Linked DNA regions of Mus musculus: regions 1, 2 and 4 are each linked to region 3. Evidence: chromatin contacts called from public HiCAR-type, HiChIP or PLAC-seq and promoter capture Hi-C data. All regions are on one chromosome and are shown on one strand. The core of a region is the stretch at or near the end of the contact, and the rest is flanking DNA. Distances in the headings are between cores, read along the strand shown.

Region 1 (3,549 bases), core at 32-2,531, 1.6 Mb after region 3:
ACTATGACCAAGTTCCAAGGAGACTGAGTCAGACGCCCATCACTGGGAAATCTTGCTTTAAAACACACTCAGGGCTAAGGAATTGCTAACTTGCAGGAAAGTCCATGGATGACGTCATTGTCCTCGGTCCCCAAATCCTGTGCACATTTGCAAGCATGTGCTTTCACACACATTTCTGTGCAGGGAGTACGTAGATTTTTTTAACAGACTCTGAAGAATTTCATGTTTATAAAAAGATGCGACATCCTGGGTCCGGACGTTGCTAGACCCAACTGTTCTCGCTCTTTCCTTCTAGACCTATTGGAACAAAACTAGGAGTCTCAATTCATTCTTCCCGAGATTAGATCTAGACGACACATTCTGGAACATGTGACACCCCTTCTTCCATGGGAAAACAGTCTCTCCTCCTCTCCAATCGTCCGGGCCCCAAGTTGCCAGTGCGCTTGAGAACCTGGACCTGTTTTGTAGCGTTCAGATGCGCAACCTGCCTGCTCCACACGTGGTTTTTGTTTGTTTGTTTGTTTGTTTTGTTTTGTTTTTCCTCCCGCGGAGCGCAGTACTTTGCCCAGTGCCTTCCATCTAATTTACTTTGACCTGAAAGTCATGAAGGGTGGTTTTTCCTCAAGCCCCTCCTGGAACCCCACAGGCGCGACACCCCACAGCTGCGCCAGGTGGGCTGGCAGAGGCACACTCACACATTTCTCTAAGTTCTTTAAGTCTTATCGAACTTGTCAGACCTGCTCTCCCTAAGTCGCCGAAACGCCGGTGGGATCGCTCAACTCCCTTGCACGTATGGTCCGGGAGCCAGTCTAGAGCAGGGCAAGGGGCCACTCTCTTATCTGCGCTCTCCCAGGCTCCCTCCACGTGTCCCCCCACCCCCACCCAGCTCCCTCCATCACCCCCAGACCCACTGCGATCCTCTCAGCTGGACTCCTGGCTCAGTTCCCAGAAGATGTGACCCCCACACACACACACACACACGAATCAAGTTCAGCTGGGCGTTGGGGTCCCCCTCTGCTCCCCTGTTCCGGCGCATGATGCTCCCTACCCGGCGTCACCCTCAGCGGGAGCAACAGTAGCAACAGCAGCAGCAGCAACACAGGAATGGCCTGGACTCCATAGCCCCGGAGCTGCGGCGAGGCCATGGCCAATTGTCCCCAGCAGTGACCCAACGGGACGCAAGGCTGGGGTCCCTGGGAGGTGGCGAGCTCAGCTCCAGGACCAGACCGCTGCTAAGGAGTATTCGCTTTCGCTTTTGCTTTAGCCCCCGGATTGCAGAGAGGTGCGAAGTGGTGACAGATCTGTGACTCAGCATCCCCACCCCTGCTTTGGAAGAAGCCCCGGCAGCCTGCAGTGACGCCCCCTCCCCAGTTGGGCTGCTCCTGTCCCCCGAAGCGCGCGCGGGGGCCCTCACCCGTAGAAGCCGGCGATCTCCCTTTTCATTCCTTAATGCTGTCTTCCCTGCAGAGGCAAACTCCTTTGAATCCACTCTGCGCCCACACCTGACTTCAGCCTTGTTCACTTGTCATCTGTCCTGGCTGCTGACCTTCAGATTTCAACTTTCAGAGTTTCCCTCTAAGTAGCCCTGAGCTTGACTGTCCGTGCTCTGTGTCCTTGGGCGACTGCATAGGTGTCGCCCCAGTGCAGCCAACGGGAAGTTCTGGGCGGACGATTCTACACCCGGGTCACTTTCCTGGTGCACTCGGGCTCCAAGCTGCTCCTGGCTTCCACACAGCTGCTCCTGGCTGCCTGCCTGCAGTGGTGCTGGCAGTGGCCAGGCCTTGGACACTTTGCCTTCTTCCGGCTGTACCTTTCCAACTCAAGAAAGTGCCAAGTGTTTGAAATGGAAGAAGGGGTGAAGAGGAGAGGGAGGGGAAAGAATAGAAAAAGGAGGAAAGACAGGGAAGAGGAAGAGGGGGAGAGAAAAAGATATAGAGAAGGAAAAGGAGAAGAGGAGAAAGAGGAGGGAGGAGAGGGGGAGGGGAGAGAAGAAGAGGAAAGGAAGAGGAGGAGGAAGAAAGAAGGAAGGTACATTATTCATCTTTGTACCTCACATATAATTTCTTTAGTCAATACACAACTCTTCAGAGTCTAAGAAAGACATCCCCTTCTAAGTGTGTGGATTAATTAAAAACAAAAAACAAACAAACAAAAAAAACTTTACTGGAATTTTAAGTCCCATACTGTGGAGGACCAGATCTGGGGAAGGGGTGGGGGGACAGACGGACATGAGTGCTCAGTCAGAAACGCCCTTAAATATGTAGATGTGGCGTAAGAAGACAGACACGCCTGCCTTTCAGTCTATAGGTCCCTAAATACAATCTGGCACCATAATGAAGCTACTGAGAGAACGCATGCTGATTCTGTTTGGAAAGAATGGAATGACGTGTGATTGAAGTCACCCATCCCCTAGGCATGGTGGACAACAGTGAGCTCTATACTTGACCCTCTTCCCTAAAGAGTCTTAAGATTGGCACAATAAATATGAAATACACACAATAAAAATTCAGAGAGAGGATCAGAAACCACATATTCCAGTCTCTTATAGTCAATGAAAAACCTGGAGAGATAGCTCAGCGGTTAAGAGTACTGGATGGAGAGAGAGAGAGAGAGAGAGAGAGAGAGAGAGAGAGAGAGAGAGAGAGAGAACTGTATGCTCTTCCAAAGGTACTGGGTTCCAACACTCACATGGTGCTCATCACTGTCCATAATTCTGGTTTCAGGGGATCCAGCTCCCTCATCTTTGGGCATTGCATGCACACAGTACACAGACAAATGTATAGTCAGCATTCACACACGTTTTTTAAAAAGTATAATGAATGCCAACATTTTATGTGCTTCAAACTTAGAAACACTCCTTTTATGATGGACATTTTCAAATATCAAAAAAGGAGAGGTAGCCAGGCATGGTGGTACACACTCCTGAGTCCCAGCTCATAGGAGGCAGAGTCGAGAGGACTAGAAGCCAGACTTACTACACAGCAACTTCATTGCCAGCTCGGGTCACATGAGGTTCTGTGTGTGCTGTGTGGGGACAGCAACATAGTTTCCTAGTGTCACCCTCAGCAACTCAATAAGTGCCCTTAATTTTTTGAAACCAAACTGAAATTTGTGGCTTCAATGTAGAAAAAGTGCCAGGACTGGACAATGTGGCACAGGATTAAATATAATAAAGATATTTTAAATTCAGGGTTCAGAGGAGGAGCTTAGAGAGTTAAAGCACACCTTAGAACAGGGATGGGTGTGGGGTTCTCTAAGAGGGAGTCACATTTCACTGCCTTTACAATGGTCACATGGAGAGTTTTATTGGATGTTGAAGCTATGTTCTTCCGAGAGAAGTTGAGGACCTTATTGATAAGTATGGTTTAGACCATCGGAAGACAAGACACCCTTACTACACAATGCTAACAGTCTTTTGGGGATTCTCCCACAATGTCCAGGGCAGAAATGAGTCCTCACCCCAGGTCACTCACACACACACACTCTCTCAAGCCTTAAGCCAAGGTCATTGTTACTTTAATATAACATATCTATACATGAAAGGAATGA
Region 2 (3,215 bases), core at 448-2,947, 1.4 Mb before region 3:
GCCCAGCTGATGCAGAGCTAGGGAAGTGCCTTACCAATCCAACTCCACTATCAACCCTCCAACCATTATAAAATTTCATCTGAGTGTTTAAACCTCTTATAAGCTACTAAAAAACCAACCAACAATTTAGCAAAGGAGTTCGGTGGCTGAAGTGTCCATGAAGATATCTGAGACCCTGGGTTTCTTCCACTAACACAGTAGAAAAATAATATTTATGAACAAGCACCCTAGATATAAATGAGCCAATGAAGTAGGCCACTACCTGCTCAGAGGCGGTCAGGGAAAAGGGAGCCCCCCCCCAGACTATCATTCCTCTGAAGACATGCCTTGGACACTACAGTTAATGCCTACATCTCAGAGCAGAGAGCTAGGATGCCTTCAGCATTCACAGCACTTCTTGGGATTCCATTTGTTCCGCTGCTATTTGAAGTTTATCTGAAATGCCAGAACTCCAAGAAGGTCCTTCTTTTAAACCTCAGGAAGACTGCAGGGAGTATGTCACTATCTCTCAAGGCCAAACCTTGGGACCAAGTATGAAAAAGGCTGGGCAGGTTACCTGAGACTCTAGCCTTCTGTTTACTCACTACAAAGAGTAGTAAGAATATTAACTAGATGTCCCATGGTGGGTTGGTATTGGTGGCGGGAAATGTTCTTCTCTGGGGAGAAGGTGAGGAGGCAATGGGAGGAAGATTGTAAGGGAGAGACTGGAAGGAGAGGAGGGAGCGGGGACTGTGATTGGGAAGTATAGTGAATAAAAAATATTGGACAAAAAATAGAGTATTAATTTGGGAGGCTGTCTTTAAACTGTCAGCCTTGCCTTACCTCCCCTTGTCAGGGAGGATGGAAGTTTTGTGAGAGGAGGGGGATTGGAAAGGATCATTTTCATCAATCTCTCAGATGAAGAATTTCAAGGGGAAGGTGACTGTGGGTCAGTGGGCACAAAAAGGCAGGATCAGGGGAAGATGGAAATGAAAATGGATTTCAAAGCTACACCTGGCCGTCTGCTTTCATTTTTGGCTAAAAGCACAAGCAATGGATTCTCAGAGAAAGCTAGCTAGTATTCCTTCACCTTTACCTTCTCCACGGACTTCTCCTAATGTGACTGGCATTGGCTCTGGGCCAGATATTTACAAGTGATTTAATTTCTCATTTTGCAGAGAATGGCATGGAAGATGAGGGAGAGGACCCTCATTCACATCGCTTGTGGCAAAGAAAACAAGCCAGTGCTCTCTCTGTGATCCACATTCTGTTTCCCATGACCTCGTTCTGCCAGGCCTGGCAGCATGATGGGTGCTCACTGGCCCTGAGGGGTGCATGCACTTTGCCTCTGATATCAACAACAACAGCACAAGGTATTGCTCACAACTCAAAGGGACTGAAGATTTCAGCTAGTTCTTCATTTCATTTAGGAATGCATTCCCTCTGCTCCAGCTTCTACAAGTTTACTTCCCCTGCAGATGACTCCAGTTCTCATTCACGTGTCCTGGGGATATCTGGAGGTTAGAGTGAGAAGTCTCATCATTCACTGCATCCTTCTACATTTCTACACTGGCCAATAGGAGACCATTCTTCTCTATCCAGTGAGTGAAGGCAAAAGAGGCCACTAGGTTTCTAAACTACAGTCTTATATGGCCTCAGAATTCTCCCTTGAATAAATACTCACTGATATGCTCACTTGGAAGCCAAGAAAAGAAGCTATAAATAGCCACAGCTCCAGCCAGCAGAGGAAGCAGACCCGTAGCTATGCCAACTTGCACACACAAGCATCGGATGGAATCTTTGGGATATGTCTCTTTTGAAAGCTGCATCTATATCAACCTCATGAAGAACAACACCTTTTCTAAGTAGAAGGCAAATGTGTTTTCAGGAAATTCTGTGAGTCAGAGGAAAGTTAATTGAGGAGGAAATTTGGCAGGAGCTTGCTTCTCTGAACTGAGTTTTAAACTCATTCTTCCAGGTTAAATGGATTGAAAATAAAATATACACATGTGTTTATTAATAAGCAAAAAGAAGTAACCTGTGTGCAGGTGTCCCAGATTAAAAAATAATGCACTGCCAGACTAAAATAACTGGCAAAACAAACAAACAAAACCGAACAAACAAAAAACAACCCTGAATTTAATCTTTAAAATCTACTGGGAGCCAGTATCTTTACACAAAAATTTCACGAGTAGAAATAAATTTCTGTGTGTGGTGTATTTGGAGTGACTTGATTCTAAAGTTAAATCAAATATGAGCATAAAAATTGCCGTATTTAATGCCAATGACTGGCTGGGTTCCAGAATAAGTAGAAAGAAAGCGGTGGTAGGGTGGGAGGCAGGGAGGAAGAGGACCAGTCTGGCCAGGGACTCTGCCCTCCTGGAGGGGTGTGCTCACTTTCTCCATCCATGGGGCACAGAGAGCCCTAAGTCAGGATCTTAGGATACACATCAATTTACTACAATTTCCCATACACTATTCTTGCCATTTATATGATTTATTTTCCCTAGGCTCCTCCAGATAATTGTTATATTTTTATATCATGTTCAAACAAAATAAAAAGTAGAATTTCAATGAAAGTGCTTAGTGCCACTCCATTGCCCAAAGTCATCTCTACAGAAAGGCACAAATAAAAGGAACTATTTGTGCAACTGATCCACAGCAACATAGTACCTACTTGGAAGTCCTACTCTCTGTCCCTCTCTCTTTACAAAGAGAAACACAGGAGCTCTATTGATATTCAGCTCCCGGTTTATATTTTAGTCACTTCTATACCTGCAAAATTTCATGTCTGAAACATTCCAGGCTCCCCCGAGAATTCATTACTAGGCATATCTAACACCTCTTCCCTGGACTTCAAAGGCTCCAGAGTTTCAAGCACATGGCTTCTTCTACGTGTCTGCATCCCCATGGCAACATCAGGTGAGCCTTAAATGTCAGTACTGAGCGCAATGAAAGCACAGTACATATTTGGGTTTCACTTATCGGAGTTTGATGGACCCTCCATTTGAAAGGTATAACCACCCTCAAAACAGGATTGGTATTTACTTTTTACGTTTTTTTTTATTCAATTTATTCTGATCATGGCTTCCCTTCCCTCATCTTCTTCAGATCCTCCCCATCTCCCCACCAACTGAACTCTGTGCCTTCTTTCCCTTTTTTTAGAAGACAAACAGGAGAAACCAAAACAAAAGAGAGCAAGAAACAAACCAACCAGACCAAAAACAAACAAGCAA
Region 3 (3,146 bases), core at 123-2,622:
AAACTATCTCCATCAGAAACAGCCAGAGAAAAACTATCAGTAACCTTTCAAAAAGCACTAATAAATATTGATGCTTTGGGCTTAGAGGGCTCACAGAAACTGAAACTGCATCCACAGCTTGTATGAGACTGTGCTAGATCAGTGCTCTCAGCAAATGTCTAGCTTAAGAAGTGATGAGGCAAGCCGGGCGTGGTGGCACATGCCTTTAATCCCAGCACTTGGGAGGCAGAAGCAGGCGGATTTCTGAGTTCGAGGCCAGCCTGGTCTACAGAGTGAGTTCCAGGACAGCCAGGACTATACAGAGAAACCCTGTCTCGAAAAACCAAAAAAAAAAAAAAAAAAAAAAGTGATGAGGCCTGGACAATGCAAGTTGCCTGCATTGCAAGTATCATCGTTTCATCTGAAGTGTGTTTAAGGAGAAATTTCTGCTTTCAAATTCAAAGTGCCGAATCTTTTTCTAGTACCTGCTTGGCTCATTGCTTATATATGTGTGTCTAAACTTCTGCACGTCTGTCTGACTGCTTATCTGTCATGTACCTAATGCCAGAGGAATAATTCTGGAATGATTTCCTATTTAATAGTGTGAAATTGTCACTAAGATTAAGTTTTTTACTGGGTCATCAAGATCTAGTCATTAGGAGGTAGAACCCAGAGGGTCAGCAGAAAGTTTATCTATCTATCTATCTATCTATCTATCTATCTATCTATCCATCCATTCTATTTGAAGAAAGTGGGAGAGTTCTAAGAGCCAAGATTTCACGGTTCATGGGTGTAAACACCAACTCAGACTTCTGACATAGTCGTGGTTTACTGTTAGCATCTAACCCTAAGGGAGATAGATTCCAGTTCCCAAGACCAAAAGGAACGGAGCAAAACAGTTAGATACAGAAACCTGTGAGTTACCAGCTGAGGACATAAGTTTCGGGCGGAATCTTTGTCTTCAGAATCTTTACCATAATCCAGACCTCATACCTCCACCAGGTCTGCGACAGCCAGGGGCACACGAGGGACTCACGGTAACAACTCTCCGTGGGAGGGGACCGGCAACGAAAGACGCAGGACAAAAGAGAGTACCTGACTTGTGGATTTCTCAGGACGGAACTCCAAATCCCTCAACACAAGCTGCATTCTAAGAGTCTACCTCGGTACCAGCGACCAGCTTAGAATCCCCTGCTTCCGCCCACAGAACTTTGTCCTTCAGCTAGCTTACTGAGCATGCGCAGAATCTAGATCACATGCACTTGCTGAGTCCAATTCAAGTTCCAAACTCAAGAAGATGGGCGTTCCTCAGCGTAGGGCGGAGTCTCTGAGACTAAAACGTGTACGATTGGTCCGCCTCGGGGTCCACTTTCTTCAGTGGGCAGAGCCTCGCCTGGAGCCACAGCTGGGAAACAGTTCTCCTAATTTGGGAAGTGTCAGGCCGGGAGGGGCGTGGGGTTGGCCGGATTTTGTGTGCGCCTGCGCGATCGCTGGGACAGGGTGTGTTCCTGCTGCGGGATCCTGTTTTCGGCTGATCCAGTTCATCGCTCTCCACCCGAGTTTCCCTTGCAGGTCCCTAATCACACCCACCAGGTGTTGCTCGCTGCGGTGAGTGTGCGGGGTCCAAGTCCTCCATTAAGGACTCCATGGTGATACCCATTCTCCCCTAGGCAGCCCTGGAGAATTCAGCCTGGGCCTCTGCTCCTTTCCTGCCTTAACCTGCCCCACAACCCCCAGGCTCCCATTTTTGCCATCATCCACGTGCTTTGTTGTCCTTTGCTACAGAACATGTCCAAGTCACTGAAGAAGCTGGTGGAGGAGAGCAGGGAGAAGAACCAGCCGGAAGTGGACATGAGTGACAGGGGTATCTCCAGTATGTTGGATGTCAACGGCTTGTGTAAGTTCTCTTGGACAGTTGCTAAGTTTGTAAGTAACTGCTCTCTTGGGAGGCGAGTTTCGGAAGCCTGCCATTCCACCTTTGCTCGTCACTTGGTCACTTGTCAGGAGCTTGCAAACCACAGTTAGTTCTGCTGGGACTGGTGAACCAGATGAGAACGTCACACGAGGTGTGCTGCAGTTCCTTCTCAGCGGGTGAGGGAGCTTCATAGCTTTGAAGTCCATCTTCCATGTAGTGTCCCAAGTAGCCATTTTTGTTTGTAATTTGGAAGTCACGTTTTACTCTATGAATCATGAGCTGGTGGTACTCAAAAATTACATGCATAGTAAGAATTCTTGTGCCAGTAGTATTTTCAACATTTTCCTTCATTACGTATTCCTGGGTCATTCTCCCATTTGTGTTCAGGCATTGCTCAATCTTGTGATCCAAGCTCAGCACCCGTTTAATCAGGGTGTTGCTTTCAGCTGTGAACTTATATGACTCTTACTTTATTGTTTTTTTCTCATCTGTAAAACCAGACAGGGAACTCAGTACAAGTGGGAATGGTCATAAACTCCATTGCCTGTGCCCTTCTCATGGGCATCTCCTCTTCTCCACATGGAGACGGTTATCCCCATGTGTAAATGCTGCATCACTATCGCCAGATTTTGTGTTGAGAATTCTAGTGTCCACTTTTTCATGATCTTTAAATTCTGCAAACTAATTCTGGTCTTTGAAAACACTTTTTAAGTAAGTCACCACGCTTCTGTAGGTTCCTGTGACTTCATTTGGATCCTCTGAGAGCTTAACTGTTGAGAGTGGTACCCCCACATTCCTCAGCGGGACATACAAGGTCTGATTCTGATCATAAACCGATCCCTTCCATGCATTCATTCCAAGCGATGTTGAATAAGCTCCACTGAGTGACCCTGAGCAGCCAGATCTTCCTGACTTGCAAGTCTGTTGTCTCCTTATCTATATGCCTTTCCACCTGACGTCCCTTAACTTAACTGCCAAGAGTCAGCTCAGACATCATAGCCTATGAAAAACGTTCTCTTTCTATCTTCCTGTGTGAACCCACCTTTCTACAAGGCACAGATTGCATAGCCTTTAATTAATTAATTTTTTAAAAAAGATTTATTTATTTCATATGTGAGTACACGGTTGCTCTCCTCAGAGACACCACAAGAGGGCTTCCATTACAGATGGTTGTGAGCCACCATGTGGTTGCTGGGAATTGAACTCAGGACTTCTGGAAGACCAGCCAGTGATCCTAACCGCTGAGCCATTT
Region 4 (3,528 bases), core at 594-3,093, 1.3 Mb before region 3:
ATCAATGTAAATTGTGCATTCTAAGTTAGAACTGGCAGTTTCCAGTGGTCAATGAAAGTTCAATAAAGAGTCGACAAGAAGGCTTCAGCAGGTAACATCACTAGCTAGGAAGCCTGAAGATCTGAATTCAGTTCCTGAAATCCACATATCTAAAGAGAATCCCTTGGCCTTCTGCAACTTACCCTCTGAACTGGTACCCACAAGCTTTCAGCTTGCACACACATTAGCACACATGTAAATCAGTAGCAGCATGCAAACGTGCACACACACACACACACACACACACACACACACAATGGGTGGGGGGCTCAGCAGAGCTTGAATTATACTACATGGGGTTACCATCGGCACAGTACAGAAATGCTGCTGTCTGTTGCTGTCTACCAGAGCGGCAGCAACATATTTGTGACCTTTTTCGGACCGCCTCACTCCCACCCCTCTACTGCACAGTAAGACCTCGTCCCAGTGTATTTTATGTTATGTATTATTATTCATACAAATATCACAATTTACCATCTGGCAAATATGGACTTGACATGAGCAAGCCAAAGCCATTAAGCAGAGGAGAAATATTCTTCCTGGATTCACCCTAACCTCTTCCCAGCACTCTCCAAGTAGTTCAAGTGTCAGGTTTGAAGGCTTTACCCCAAGAATAAAAGTTGAGGAACTCCTTTCCGCCCAGATCTGGGGGTGTCTGGAATCCCAACTGTACCTGCCAAGGCTTTACGTAAAAGCCACCTTATCACACTCCACGCCTACAACCGACATCTCCTATTTCACAATGAGCAGCAGGACAGAATTTTTCCAGAAACCGCTAATACTCATCAGAGAAAGGAACCCAGGAGCCGCTAGAATGGCATGCCATTTCGGGGTAAACAGAAACAAAAACTTTCTCACCCACAACACTCTGCTCTCTTCTTCCAGCAAAGAAACAAGGGTCCAGGCAAACCCTGGAAAGAGGACAGCTAGCTGAACTGTCTGGGTGGCACAGCGCCCCAGGTGCTGAGGGGGGTTGGGGCTGCTCTCCGGGGAGAAGGCAAGGGGATCCACGCCCACCTTGACCCCTGCATAACACCTCACCTCCCTGCCTAGCTCCCAATAGAGACCACCAGAGGCAGCGGCGGAAACAGCGATGCAGGATGCGGATCCCTTTCCCGCCCGCCCGGACTCACGATCTTGAGCCGGTCCAGTCCACTCGCCTGGTCCATGGCTCTCCATGTGCTTCTCCAGGGCAGGGGCGCGGACAGCCAAGCGGCGTGGCCCGGGAAAAGCCGGGGAGGAGCGGCAGGTCGTCCTCGCCCCTTCCCACTGGCTTTTCAGAAAGCAAAGGGGGCAAAATCAAAAGAAAACAAAACAAAAAAACCCAACCAAACAAACAAACAAAAAAATGGAAGCCGGAGCAGAGCCCGTGGAAGGCGCGCAGGGGCAGGGTCCCCCAGCAGCACCGGGATGGGCGGGAGGAGGTGGCGAAGGAGACCGGAGCAGGAGGGGGAGGCGCGGTTCGCGATGAGGGAGAGGAGGCAGCGGGAGGGACTGAGGTCGGGGCTCTGAGGCTCACAAAGCCAGCAGAAGGCGCGGCGCAGTGGCTACCTGTGCTCCGAGCGCCCCCGCGGGAGCCGCGCTCTCCAGCAGCTCCATCTGGCTCTCCTGCGCCACCGCCGCTACGGGAGGCGACTTGGACGTGTCGCTTTGGACCATCGGCAAAAAGTCGACTCCAAGGCTGCGGGTCCCCTCCTCCACGACCCGGGTCCCCCGCTCCTCTTCGCCCCAGGATCGGAGGCTCTCAGTGCGCGCGACGCCGCTGAAGCATGTTGCAAAGCCTAGACTAGGCGGTGGCGCAGGCACGAGGCTGGGTGGCCGGGGCGAGGGGCGCCAGTTCTTTGGAGCTTCTGGGCCCGCGAGCGGCGGAGGCTGGGACTGCTGGGCGGGCTGGCTCCAGGGAAGGTCCCCGCCAGGAGGAGGGCGCTCCGGGAGCACGAGCCAGGGGGGAGGCGCGTCGGAAAGCGAGAGTGACAAACCACCGCCACTCCGAAAAGTTCTTCGCGGGAGGCGCGGGCCGCGTGGGCTCCGACTCAGCTGCGGCCCGTCGCCGTGGCACTCGCGCTGGAAAGTTTTCGAAGCCACGAAAGCCAGCCAGTCGCAGCTCCCTAGGGAGGTAACTGGCCCAGCTGCTCAGTTCACCTCCTCTTCCTGGAGTCCAGAGGAGGAAAAAGATCCACAGGGTTAGACCCTAAACTGAAACTCTCCATGATTCGAAAAAGGCTACAGACAGACCCCGAACTTCTGCAAAAGCATGAGTGAAAGCACTCGAGGAGTCAGAAAACAAGTGCCAGTGATGAACTAAGACTTCCTCCCACATGGTCCTGACCTGACAATTGGTTCTACTACACCTGTGCCCTAGCTTTTTGGTTTGTGATGGCCTGTTTTGTTTTTGTTGTCTTTGCTAGGAGCTTGTCTTTGCTAGCAGACTATATCGTTCCCGCCCCCAGCGCACCCCCTCCCCGCAGTTGAGAAGTCTTAGTGTAACCGTTGAGACAAAAATAAGCAGGTTTTTAAGGACCCCGAAATTCTTGGTAAGAGGGTAAAACCGGAATAATGGTTCGCTTGTAGTTGGATGGGTGGAGAGGTAGGGAGGAGATGGAGGAGGGGAACCATGATCAGAGTACATTGTGTGAGCTTTCAATTAAAAACAAAGAAACTAAAAGGAGGGGAGGGGAAGAGGGGCACGGGGAGGAGGGGGACGATGAGAAGGAGAAGAAGGAGTGGGGAGGAGGAAGAGGAGGGAGAGGAGGAGGAGGAGGAGGAGGAGGAGGAGGAGGAGGAGGAGGAGGAGAAGGAATTATTTTCCGTTCTAGTATTGCTCATAAGACGCTGCTTTGCTTTGACAACCTTTCTTGCACTGAAAAAAAAATCTACATACAAATTTTCTAGGTAGCACTCACCGAGCAGAAACAAAGTATAACAGTTGTGCAAGCTGAAATACACACAGAGACCTTTTACTAAGGTAAACTTTGTATACTGTGTTTGACTATGATGATGAAATACAGTACCGTGTTCTTCTTAAACTGAGCTGTTTTCATTAAGCAGATGTCTACCATACACTGGATTGAGCCAGAATTTTTTTGTTTTTGTTTTTAAAGGAAGGAAAAAAAAAAAAACAGATCTCGGTATGTTTAAAGATTTAAGCATATACAAAGTGCCGTTGGTTTTCCAAATCTTCAGTCTTATTGCCATTTGGATTACATGTTACTAATGTTAACTAAGACCTAAGTATTAGCTTCCTTTTTTTACCTGGGGGAGGGGGTGACCTCTGACAGGAGCTTGATAAAGCTGTCTCCTGAGCAGCTCTGCCAGTGCCTGACAAATACAGAAGTGGATGCTCACAACCAACCATGGGACAGAGCACAGGGTTCCCAAAGAAGGAGCTAAAGAAAGAACCCAAGGAGCTGAAGGGGTTTGAAGCCCTATAGGAGTAACAACAATATGAACTAACCAGTACCCCCAGAGCTCCTTGGGACTAAACCACCA

What was found. Promoter capture Hi-C pulls out the DNA fragments that hold promoters and counts their contacts. HiCAR-type assays count read pairs that join an accessible place to other places. HiChIP or PLAC-seq counts read pairs in DNA pulled down with a chosen protein or histone mark.
Region 1: a contact with region 3 is called in a promoter capture Hi-C map of embryonic stem cells, with 2.6 times the contacts expected there. The contact joins the promoter of Il15ra here to the promoter of Rsu1 in region 3. A contact is called at or near these places in 1 of 39 promoter capture datasets (embryonic stem cells), 1 of 115 datasets of contacts at active chromatin or transcription factors (astrocytes) and 1 of 9 other capture datasets (liver).
Region 2: a HiCAR-type map of astrocytes shows a contact between it and region 3, with 4 times the contacts expected there. The contact joins the enhancer-like site here to the promoter of Rsu1 in region 3. A contact is called at or near these places in 2 of 39 promoter capture datasets (hippocampal neurons and pre-B cells), 1 of 484 Hi-C or Micro-C datasets (B cells), 3 of 115 datasets of contacts at active chromatin or transcription factors (astrocytes, forebrain and large pre-B cells) and 1 of 9 other capture datasets (liver).
Region 4: an H3K27ac HiChIP or PLAC-seq map of embryonic stem cells shows a contact between it and region 3, with 5 times the contacts expected there. The contact joins the promoter of Cacnb2 here to the promoter of Rsu1 in region 3. A contact is called at or near these places in 1 of 39 promoter capture datasets (pre-B cells), 2 of 484 Hi-C or Micro-C datasets (bone marrow-derived macrophages and embryonic stem cells), 5 of 115 datasets of contacts at active chromatin or transcription factors (astrocytes, embryonic forebrain, embryonic stem cells and 2 more) and 3 of 9 other capture datasets (adipose tissue, embryonic stem cells and liver).

What each region holds. Positions count from the first base shown.
Region 1 is chr2:11,703,444-11,706,992 of GRCm38.p6, reverse strand. It overlaps Il15ra (interleukin 15 receptor, alpha chain), which reads right to left and starts at 1,281. Exons shown (of 7, transcript NM_008358.2): 1 at 1,049-1,281. The coding sequence starts at 1,145.
Region 2 is chr2:14,639,708-14,642,922 of GRCm38.p6, reverse strand. All of the region lies in intron 2 of Cacnb2 (calcium channel, voltage-dependent, beta 2 subunit), which reads right to left. Among named protein-coding and RNA genes, the nearest start is that of Gm32741, 37 kb to the right of the region's middle. Within about 2 kb of position 1,697, at least 30 of the 459 cell types and tissues checked have an H3K27ac peak or open chromatin away from gene starts, as enhancers often do. A contact at or near this core is called in astrocytes and forebrain, where this site is marked.
Region 3 is chr2:13,269,641-13,272,786 of GRCm38.p6, reverse strand. Rsu1 (Ras suppressor protein 1) reads left to right here and starts at 1,372. Exons shown (of 9, transcript NM_009105.4): 1 at 1,372-1,587; 2 at 1,765-1,876. The coding sequence starts at 1,768. It overlaps Gm13270 (a long non-coding RNA gene), which reads right to left and starts at 1,210. Exons shown (of 3, transcript XR_865976.2): 1 at 1,075-1,210.
Region 4 is chr2:14,602,621-14,606,148 of GRCm38.p6, reverse strand. It overlaps Cacnb2 (calcium channel, voltage-dependent, beta 2 subunit), which reads right to left and starts at 1,843. Exons shown (of 14, transcript NM_023116.4): 1 at 1,591-1,843. The coding sequence starts at 1,698. It overlaps Gm32741 (a long non-coding RNA gene), which reads left to right and starts at 1,564. Exons shown (of 4, transcript XR_374017.4): 1 at 1,564-2,573; 2 at 2,932-3,004.